Linked DNA regions of Pan paniscus: region 1 is linked to region 2. The links are chromatin contacts, called in public Hi-C maps. All regions are on one chromosome and are shown on one strand. Each heading gives the region's core, a stretch centred on a gene start, on an enhancer-like site or on the middle of the called end of the contact. The rest is flanking DNA. Distances are from core to core; before and after follow the strand shown. Region 1 holds the start of LOC112440062 (small integral membrane protein 26-like). Region 2 holds the start of NCOA7 (nuclear receptor coactivator 7).

The links. A called contact is a pair of places that touch in the nucleus more often than the background predicts.
Region 1: a contact with region 2 is called in a Hi-C map of fibroblasts, with 3 times the contacts expected there. The contact joins the promoter of LOC112440062 here to the promoter of NCOA7 in region 2. A contact is called at or near these places in 2 of 3 Hi-C or Micro-C datasets (fibroblasts and induced pluripotent stem cells).

What each region holds. Positions count from the first base shown.
Region 1 is chr5:145,938,832-145,943,975 of NHGRI_mPanPan1-v2.0_pri, reverse strand. It overlaps LOC112440062 (small integral membrane protein 26-like), which reads left to right and starts at 3,672. Exons shown (of 1, transcript XM_024929012.2): 1 at 3,672-3,959. The coding sequence starts at 3,672. The coding sequence ends at 3,959.
Region 2 is chr5:145,772,260-145,777,390 of NHGRI_mPanPan1-v2.0_pri, reverse strand. It overlaps NCOA7 (nuclear receptor coactivator 7), which reads right to left and starts at 2,821. Exons shown (of 16, transcript XM_034962810.4): 1 at 2,550-2,821.

The sequences.
Region 1 (5,144 bases), core at 2,423-4,922, 170 kb before region 2:
GGTGATGCTGGAAAGCTCAGAGACGCCAGGAACCACAGAGCCCCAAAGAGGGTGTTACAGTATGTCACAGCCCTGGCTCAGGGAGCTCCAAGATCTGGGCTCCAAGAAGGGCCACAGCTCTTCTCTCCTTCACATCTACTGCAGCGCAGCAAGTAGGGGTTCATGTTCGGGGTTGGGGAGTGTGTTTCAGCTGATTTGTGTAAAGACTCTTTCAGTCCCATTGCCCTGCTCTGGCCCATGACTCCTGGGCTGGCCCTGCCCCTCCACTGCTTCTTGTTGCATGGGGTGGCCACCTGGCACCAGCAGAGGGCAGGAAGGCTACAGTGTTACAGCTCTGGCACAGGGACTCCCAAGGTCTGGGCCCCCAGAAGGGTTGCTACGTTTCACTCCTGCAGCCAGTACCATGCCACCGCCTGCAGCTCAGCAAGCTGGCCAGGAAAGTGTTATAGCCCCTTTTAGCTCCCACCCGCAGCTCAATGAACTGGCCAGGAAAGTGTTACAGCTCCTTTTGCTCCTGCCATTTGGCAGGTCCCAGGTTCTTGTCCCACATCCAGGAAGAATGAGGTTAGGTGGACAACTGGAGGGTGAGCAAGGTGGAGAAGAGCTTTACTGGGCAACTGAACAGCTCTCAGCAGGGAGATATGTAGTGGGTAGCCCTCACTCCAGGCCATGGATTTCACCTGGAGCTGGAAGCCCAGGCCCAGCTGGCTTGTCACTGGCTTGAAGTTGAGGTTTCACCCGGGACCTGCCCCTTCCCACCTAGGAACCTGTCTGCCTCCTGCCACCATCAGAATGACACATCAAATTACTTGTTTGAAAGTAATTTAGGATATGGATATAAATCTTATTGTTATCAGTAACACACTCTAAGAGCCAGCTTTGAACATTGCTTTTCCCATCACTCATGGATCTATTTTTCTGCTCCTCTTTGCAACAAAACTCCTCAAAAAAGGTATCTGTTTGCTTCCCAATCTGTCTTCTTTTCTCTCTCACACTGCCTCCTGTCAGACTTTTAGTGCCACCAATTGGTCCAAACTACTGTTATCATCAGTAACTATATTACTAAATCTAATGGTCACTTCTCAGTCCTCATCTTTTCAGCAACAGTTGGTCATTCCCTCTCCCTTGACAAACTTTTCCCCTCTTGGTTTCCTGGACACCATACTTTTTTTTTTTTGTTTGCTTTCCTTCTACTTCACTGGCTGTTTCTTCTCAGATTCCTGTGCTACTTCCTCTTCTTCCAAACCTCTCTCATCATTTAAGGGCTTTGGTCCTAGGTTCTCTTCTCTTTACCTACACTCACTTTCTTGGTCGTCTCATGCAGTCCGTGGCTTTAAATACCATATATTTGCCAATAACTCCAAAATTTAAATCTGTAATATAGAACTCTCCCCTGAACTTCAGACTCAAATATCCAACTGCCTACTAAACCACCCCATACCCATGTTTAATAAATGTTATAAATTAGCCTGAATGAGCTACTATGGGGAGAGATCCTCTCTCACCCCACCAAAACCTGCTACCATCTCAGCTGAGGGAAACTCCATTCCTCCAACTGCTCAGGACAGAAACTTTGAAATCATACCTGACACTTCTCTTTAACTACTCTTAGCCAATCCATAAAGAAATTCTGTAAAGTACATTTAGACATTGCTGTTATCACTACTATCACTTTTGACTGAGCTACCATCACCTCTCACATGACTTATTTTGACAACCTCCTAATTAGTCTTATTACTTCCAACCTTACCCTCCAATCCCCATTACTGTCTAGTCTCAGCACAGCAGCTAGGGTGATCCTTTTAAAATGTAAGCCAGATCATGTCACTCCCCTGCTCGACATCCTCCAATAGTTCCCTAGCCCATGAGAGTAAAAGCTAGAAGTACTTACCTATGAGGGCCTGTAAGTCCCTGCAGTGTATGCCACATGCCCACCCTTTACATTCTGACATCAGCTGCCACCAACATTTCCATTGCTAACCCTGTTGCAGCAACACTAGTCTCTTTGTTGTTACTTGTATAGGCCAGGCATGCTCCTGCATTTGAGCTTCTGCACTGGCTGTCGCTCTGCTTGGAACACTCTTTCTACCACTAGTCATATGGCTTACTCCTTTCATCTCTTTCAAGTCTGTGAAAGATAAAACACAGCTGGACATTTGGTGAAAACGGATTTTATTCAGCAACTACTGACAGAAAGGGATAGAGTTGAGCTCCTTTCTGATTTGTGCAGAGGAGACTGAGTGTTTAGAAGGGAGAATTGGGGGAATGGGAGGGTTAAAGAAGAGTCAGAGAAGTGAAAAATTACAAAGGGTTGGTCAGTGTAAATGGGATTAGGCCAGCTGTGTCTGCTAGCTGGCAATTATCAAAATTAGGTTCTATCCTCCCACAGAGACTTGGGAGACAGGGGCCCTGTATTAGTCTGTTTTCATGCTGCTGTTAAAGACATACCTGAGACTGGGAAGAAAAAGAGGTTTAATTGGACTTACAGTTCTACATGGCTGAGGAGGCCTCAGAATCATGGCAGGAGGTGAAAGGCACTTCTTACATGGTGGCGGCAAGAGAAAATGAGGAGGAAGCAAAAGCGGAAACCCTTGATAAACGCATCAGATTTCGTGAGACGTATTCACTATCACTAGAATAGCACAGAAAAGACCAGCCCTCATGATTCTATTACCTCCCCCTGGGTCCTTCCCACAACACGTGGGAATTCTGGGAGATACAATTCTGGTTGAGATTTGGGTGGGGGCACAGCAAAACCATATCAGGCCCTATCCCTCCTGATAATTACATTGCAAAGAAATGGCTTTCAAGTCCTTGAAAAAGACACTTCTGAGTTACAGGAGATACAGATTCACAATTGTGAGCCCTTTTTAGTAAATGGTCTAAAAAGTAAGGCCAAGGGCCTGTCATCCGGGGTTGACTAGAACACACAGTAAATTCTTCTGGCAGCACTGGGCTTGGCAATGCAGGCATTTGTGAGGAGAATGGGGGTGGCGGGGTCATGTTAGGGACATGGCCTTACGCTGCTAGAAGCAATGCTGCAGTTTAGTCATCTCTCAGTGTAGAGGTTTGGGCAGAGTCATTACATGCCAAAAGTTCTGCAGCTCTCAAGTCTTTGTTAAAATGTTTCTGTCTCAATCAGTTGAACTCGGACTACCCTTGCAACCTACACCCTTACTGTCACCCTAGGTACTCCCTTCCCCTTTAACTGGCTCTGTTTTTTCCATCTCATGCGTTAACTTCTACACATTTAAATATTTAGTATTATATAGTAATATGTATTACATATATTGAAATCCTCATATTCAACTTATTATGCTTACTCATTTCATTATTGTCTGCTTCATCTCTATTGAATGTAATCTCAACAGGAATTTTTATCTGTTGTGTCTATTGTGTTCATTGATGTATTTTCAGTGCCTATATGTGGAGTGTGAGATTCAGAGAGTAATCAAGGACAATTCCGACTTTCTTAATCTGAAAACTGGAAAGTTGAAACTGCTGTTTACCAAGATGGGGAACTCTGTGGGCAGAGCAGTTTGGAGGTTGGGCAGGGAAGATCAGGCATTCAGTTTTGGGTATGTTAATTTGAGATGCTGTGTCATTCAGTTTAGGCTATGTCTCTTGCAGTAAACAGCTCCAGGAGGATAGAAGCCCTCGCTGGCATCCCCATGTATCAAAACCAGTTCACGGCCTGGTACTGGCAGATGTCCGTGGTCAGCACCGGGACCTTGGTGGGCTCAATGTTTTACTTTGGCCAGAAAAAGGAGAAGCCAACAGGTGATGAAGTAGAACAAAAGGATGCCTCAACAAGTGAAGTACCCAGTGAACTATCTGAATGCCCAAAAGGGTTTTATGTGCAAACGATGGTCACATATAAAGAAGATTTTGTCCCAATTACTGAAAAGATCCTCACCTATTGGAAATCATGGACTAGTGGCCCTGGTGCAGAATCGTGACTGGCTGCTGAATTCTGAAAACCAGGACTTGGTTCAACATGTAAATTTGATAGCTGCCTTGATTCCCATTTTGTGTTTGTGAAAAGTGTGTATATTTTATTTTGCTGTAAAACATAATCACTAATAACATGCAATAAACATTTTCTTGAAGGAAACAAAACAACTCCAAAAATCTTAATGCTTTAAAGCAAAAAAGTTTATTTCTTGCTCACTCACATTTGTGTCTACTGCAGGTCAACTGTGTCTTCGTGGACTTTATCTCATGACCCAGGCTGAAGGAGCAGCCTCCACCTGGAATGTTTCTGGTGTCAGGGCAGAGGGAAGACATAACACAATGGAGCCACGTGATGGCTTTTAAGGCTTCTTCTCAAAAACAACTTAAGTCAGTTGCACCGCATGTCATTGACCAAAGCAAATCCCAAGGCCAGCCCTGACATCAGCAGAACAGGGTAAGTATAATGCTGGCACTGGACAAGGCAACAAATATTATGAACAATAATACACTCCATTACAGATGCCTATTTGGTACATCTAAGTGACAATGTCATTAGTAATTGGACATATGAGCCTGAGGTTCAAGACAGAAGTCCAACCTGGAGATACACAGTTTAGAATTTTCAACATATAGTAAAGTATTTACATTCATAAAATTAGAAGAGATCACCCAGGGGGTAAGTAGAAGTAGAAAAGAGAAAAATTCCAAGGACCAAGCTTGGAGCACTCTAGCATTGTGAAATCAGATAAATGACAAATAATGAGACGTGAATGAGAAAAAGTGTCCTATGACACAGGAGAACAAGGAGAGAATGGTGTCCTGAAGGCAAAGCAAAGAGTGTTTCAAATAGGAAGGTGTGATCACTATGCCAAAGGCCACTAATAGCATGAGAAAGAGGAAGACTCAGAATTGAGCTAAGGTCATTGAAAAAGCTGATAAAAGCAGTTTTAGTGTTAGAGCTGGGGAGAAAGGCTGATTCCTGTTGGTTTAAGAGAGAATGATGAAAAAGGAATTTAAGTCAGTAAGTTAATAACCAAAGAGATTATTCATAGGAAAAAAGATAAGTTACACAAAAAATATCAGCGACTATGAGCTACACTGATAAAGGCCAGAAGAGGTAGAGATACCGGAGTGGCTGAGCAAAGTGACTGTTACCAACTGAAAGTAAATAAATTTCTTTCATGTTAAGT
Region 2 (5,131 bases), core at 1,572-4,071:
ACTGAAAGAAGTTCACACTGACTCATGAAATTCATGTGATGGAAAAAAAATGAAATCAAAACAGAAAATGTCATAGTGTAAAAATAAAGCAAATAAAGTTTGATGCAGTTAACCTTGTTTTTCTTTTTTTTTTCAAAATGATATAACATTTTAAAGCAGGAAGACACTGTATCTTGCAAACCCTCATTTCACAATCCCCTGGCTGTCAAATTTGGAAACTGATGTGTTTCTATACTGAGGAGAAAACAGTTTAAATTGTGTATCTATATCACACATTTTGAATCATTTAAGAATCACAGACACTTCTACATGTTTTATTTCTACTTTTGCCTGTGATAAAAGACATGATAATTAGATCAAACCTGAAAATCTCAACTCTAAAATAAGTGAGTACATCACTTATTAACCAAATCATTGTTTCCTCTGGGGTAACTTACAATTTTCTTTAAAACACGACTTTTACTTTTTAAATTGTGTTTGAGAGCACAGTTGAAGTTGGCATGATTACCAGTGAGACTGGAAATTTTGCAAGCTTAGACATGAAATGAACTTAAGAGTTGGGGAGAATTACCTCATAACCTTAATGACGTATTACAGAAAGATAGCATATGGTCCTAAAGATGTCAGAATTAAAATATAAATGTTAAAATAACTGAGTTTGCCTATTTATACAAAGAAGCAATTTTTGAAATTCAATTAAATTTCACCGGCCACAGAACAATTCTGTGATTCTAAATTGTGGTTTTTAGATGAAAGCTTGAAACACAGTTCATTCATTCAACAAATAACTAATGAGCACTTATTCTGCATAAGATGCAGAAGATTACAGGATTTAAAAAAAAAAAAGATTCAAGATTCTGTCCTATTTGAGCTTATACTGAGTCACTTCTCCAAATCTCTATACCTAAGTAAGTGACTATAAAATTGGAGCTTACAGTGATGCATTTTTCAAAACTTTAAGCCTTATTGCTGAATATAAAATAAAAAATGATAGTCTGGGAAGAGGGAATCTTGCCAAAAGCTCTGATGTATAAACTTTACACCTAGAGGAGAAAAAAAGCATTAATACATAACCAGTTTCTGAGAAATACAGAGCATAACACCGAGTTGGAAGTTAGGCTGGGCACAAGGCTGCCTCTGCTGGCTGACCCGGTACATCTTTCCAGCAGAATCTCAACTCCCGACACCTGTATCAAAGTTGCCACTCTTAAAACACATCCCTTCACGTAAGCAGAGGCTCCTAAATACTCAGCACAACAATATCCCAGCCTCATCGATCTCCCGAATAATCTGACTTCTAGAAGGACCTTCTCTAAATTGGCCCTAACGTGTTGACGGTAAGGGTTTGCACCATCGATTTTATATACCAACTAGCTAGCTCTAAAATACACAAAAATCCACAGCGACTTCTACATGCCACTAATAACCCTTTGCCTGTCTACATGTTTTGGCTAGAAAGATGGGAAGAACGCATCTGCTAATCCAGCCGGAAAAACACAGTGACATATTTCCACCTGAGCTGCTGAAAATCCAACGGTCTTCTCCCCAAATAAGACCCATGCCAACCTGTCCTCCCCACTCTCGTACCGGCGCGCACCCCCACGAGCCCCCCAGGGGGTGGGCGGGGAAGGGTCAATCTCTCCTTCGCCCCCGCTCGGCCTCCCGAGCTCAAGCAGAGGTTTTCAGGTTCACAGGGGGCTACGCCCAGCGCCATTAGCACACCTCCGAGCGCTCCACCGAGCCCCCGGCGGGAGGCAAGTTTGGCCGGTCCTGGACCCTGCTCGCGGCCTCTCGGCGGCAGCATCAGCGGCGGGCGGCGGCGAGGGCTGGGCCCCGCCTCACCACCTACCTACAGGGCGGGGGCGCCGGCTCCTGGGGTCCGGGAGAAGGGGATCGGTCGCATGCATTTCTGGGAGCGGTGGCCTCTGCTGCTGGGCGCCGGGGAGCGCATCCTCTCGGCGGGTGGAAGGAGGGGTCAGGGGAGGACCGTACGCCGAGGAGGAGCAAGAGGAGGAGGCGGGAGCTCCGAGGCGCGCGCCCGCGGGGCCCCGCGTCCGGATGGGGTGTGCGCAGCCGCCGCAGTCGGGGTGTCTTAGGCCTCTTCCCACGCGCGACGCCTCGCCAGCCCCGCAGCTGCGCCCACCGTCAGGGCATCGGCCGCTACGGGGTCCCGGGCCCGGCCGAAGGCGGGCAGTCGCGGGTGGCGCGACGCTGTGCAGACGCCCGCCTCTAGCTCCGCCCGGCCAGTGGCGCGCGCTGCGCCCCACAGCGGTTGCGGGGGCCTGGGAGCTCGGCGGCCGGGCTCTGCCGCTCGGATTGCAGTTGCGGCATCCTCCCCGCCCCCCGCGACCTCCGAGCTGGGAGGCTGGGCACCCTGGCTACCCGCGGCTGCTGCAGCCTCCGCTGCCGCGAGCCCGGCGGCTCCGCCCCGGAGAGCTGCGCGCGCGGCCTCCGCAGGCCTCGGCCCTTTGTGGCGCCTCCCGAGTGCGGACGCCTTGCTGCCCCAGCGAACCGCCGCCTGGCAGCGGCACCTAGGAGGGTCCTCTTACCTCACCCCGGGCCGCTTCCCCCTTACAGTTGGCCCGCCTGGCCCCTACTCTTCGTGGGAAGTAAGGCTTTGACAGCAGAGCAGGAGTTAGAGCTTTTCCCCAGCTTTAAAGCCCTTTGACTTTCCTTCCAGCTCAGGACCGATGGCCACAATAAATTCATCCTTGTGTCCCTTCTGGCGTTGCGTTTAGCAGAGGGGCCCACCATCTCCTTCCCCCTCCCGTTCCCGGTACAGCATCCTGGATGCTGCCAAATTGCAGTCATTACAGCAATAAGAACATAGCAGTTGGGCCCTCCAGCCGACTCTTGGCAGAGACTCGAGAGAACCTTGGAGGGGGAAGGTTTGCATCAGCTGCGGGGCCTGTGCCTGTGAGCTCCCCATCCCCAGTTGGGTGCTGTTCCCTCTGCGGTCCCATGACCAGCACTGCAACATGACTAGGAGGATCTGGCCGTGGAGTTCATTCACTCTTATACGCAGAAAAATATCCCAAGGAAGGGCCTGCAACTACTCTGTTAACAGTGTGTTACAGGCCTTCCACACAGATAAACTAGATAGCAGCCTCCTCTGGGTTGTTGACGCAGCTTAAGCTGTAATAACCTCTCTGGAAGGCGGAGCAAAGCGTTAACAGTGGTGGCTTTGGCATTTCAGCAGCAGGTGGTCATGTTATACTGTCTTGCAAATGTGGAATAATTGCCCAATTTTGCACTAAGCACGTATTAATTTAGACGTCAGGTTTATATCTTTGGGATTTGAATGTAAAGATGTTGGATTTTTTTTTCTGTAGCCATTGTGTTATTTGTAAGTTGTTTAGCATTTAGTAAGGGAAAATTAGGTTCCTAAAATATAAAGAGCTGATTGCATTGTAGCAAAGGAACATGGTTTGAGATCTCCAGGGAAGCTGAGCTGCTCTCACAGTTCTTTGATGAGTGCTTTTATGATTTTGCAATCTAAGGTTATTGAAAATGAGGCAAAAGAAAAACATGTTCCATGGCAAGGACAAATTGTGACTAAATAGCTAAGATTTTTTGAGATAGTTCTTTTAAGCAAATTGAAGTTTGGGTGTGAGGCCCTGTGGGAGCTGCACTGCGCTTGTCCAGGAAGCACCCAGTGGGGTGTGACTTGGCTGTTTCCTGACACTGGTTGATCTAGAGCCCCACTTTATTTTCAAAAGATAACTATTATTATTTATGATATTTTCCCAAATTGAGAATTACTTGATTATAGGAATATGTATGTACATATCTGATGTATAAGTAACAGGTTGAAGTCACTTAGGAGAATTTGGCAGTTGCTTACTCTTTAACAAAATTTTTAAGTTTTGAATGTAGTTTCTGAAGGAAGTGTCCATTGACTTACAAGTTTTCACTGTTTCTCATCCTTTTACTACCAAGAGGCCCCTGTTGTTTTTCTCTCTATGGACTCCATGTTTTGTAAATAAATTAAGCAGTGATGTTTTTATTAGACAAAAAGCTATAACTGAGTATGAATTTTTAAAGTTGTGACCATCAATTATAAAACGTCAGTCTTCTGGCCACGCGCGGTGGCTCACGCTTGTAATCCCAGCACTTTGGGAGGCCGAGGCGGGTGGATCACGAGGTCAAGAGATCGAGACCATCCTGGCCAACATGGTGAAACCGCATCTCTACTAAAAATACAAAAAAAAAAAAAAAAAAAAAAAAATTAGCTGGGTGTGGTGGGTCCTGTAGTCCCAGCTACTTGGGAGGCTGAGGCAGGAGATTCACTAGAAACCGGAATGCAGAGGTTGCAGCGAGCGGAGATTGCACCACTGCACTCCAGCCTGGTGACAGAGCGAAACTCCATCTCAAAAAAAAAAAAAAAAGGTCAGTCTTCCAAAGATATTGCAAGGAATGTAAGAATCCATCTTTATGAACTCCTCTAGGACTGCATGCTGTATCATATGCTTCTTATAACATTTTTATTATACTGAAAGTCCTGATATAATAAAGATTTCTGCTCCCCAGCTAAGGGAGTACAAACTCCTAAAGATTCTTCACTCGTTCCTTTCCATTAACTGATTTACCTAAGCCTTGGCTTTATAGATAAATTGGAAGAAATGAAACTCTTCCTTGCGTGTGTTGTCCAGTACTGTATGCCTTAGCTACTTGTAGCCGTTTAAATTTAAATTATGGCTAGACTGTGCTTTTGGATAGCACAAACTAGAACATTTTCATTATTGCAGAAAATCCTTTTGAACAGTGCTGCCCTAAATAGAAAGTCAAATTTTAATTGGGAGATAAGATATAATACATGAAATAATTTGGGAAATCTTAGTATACTACAGATCAAACCTCAGTAGAAAGTGTACTTCTTAAGAACATGGTAATCTTTAAGAATTCAGGCTCTGGCTTCAGACTACAGCTCCACCACGTGCTGACCTTGGGTAAACTACTTAACCTCAGTTGCTTTATCCGTAAAGGATATGCTTTATCCATAAAGAATGGTAACAGTACCAACTTTATAGGGTGGATATAGGAATTAAAGGAGATAATCCCAAGTGGTTCTTAAAGTCTAGAATGTGGCCATCAATCAAAGGTATTACTAGAATAATATACTTTATTATGT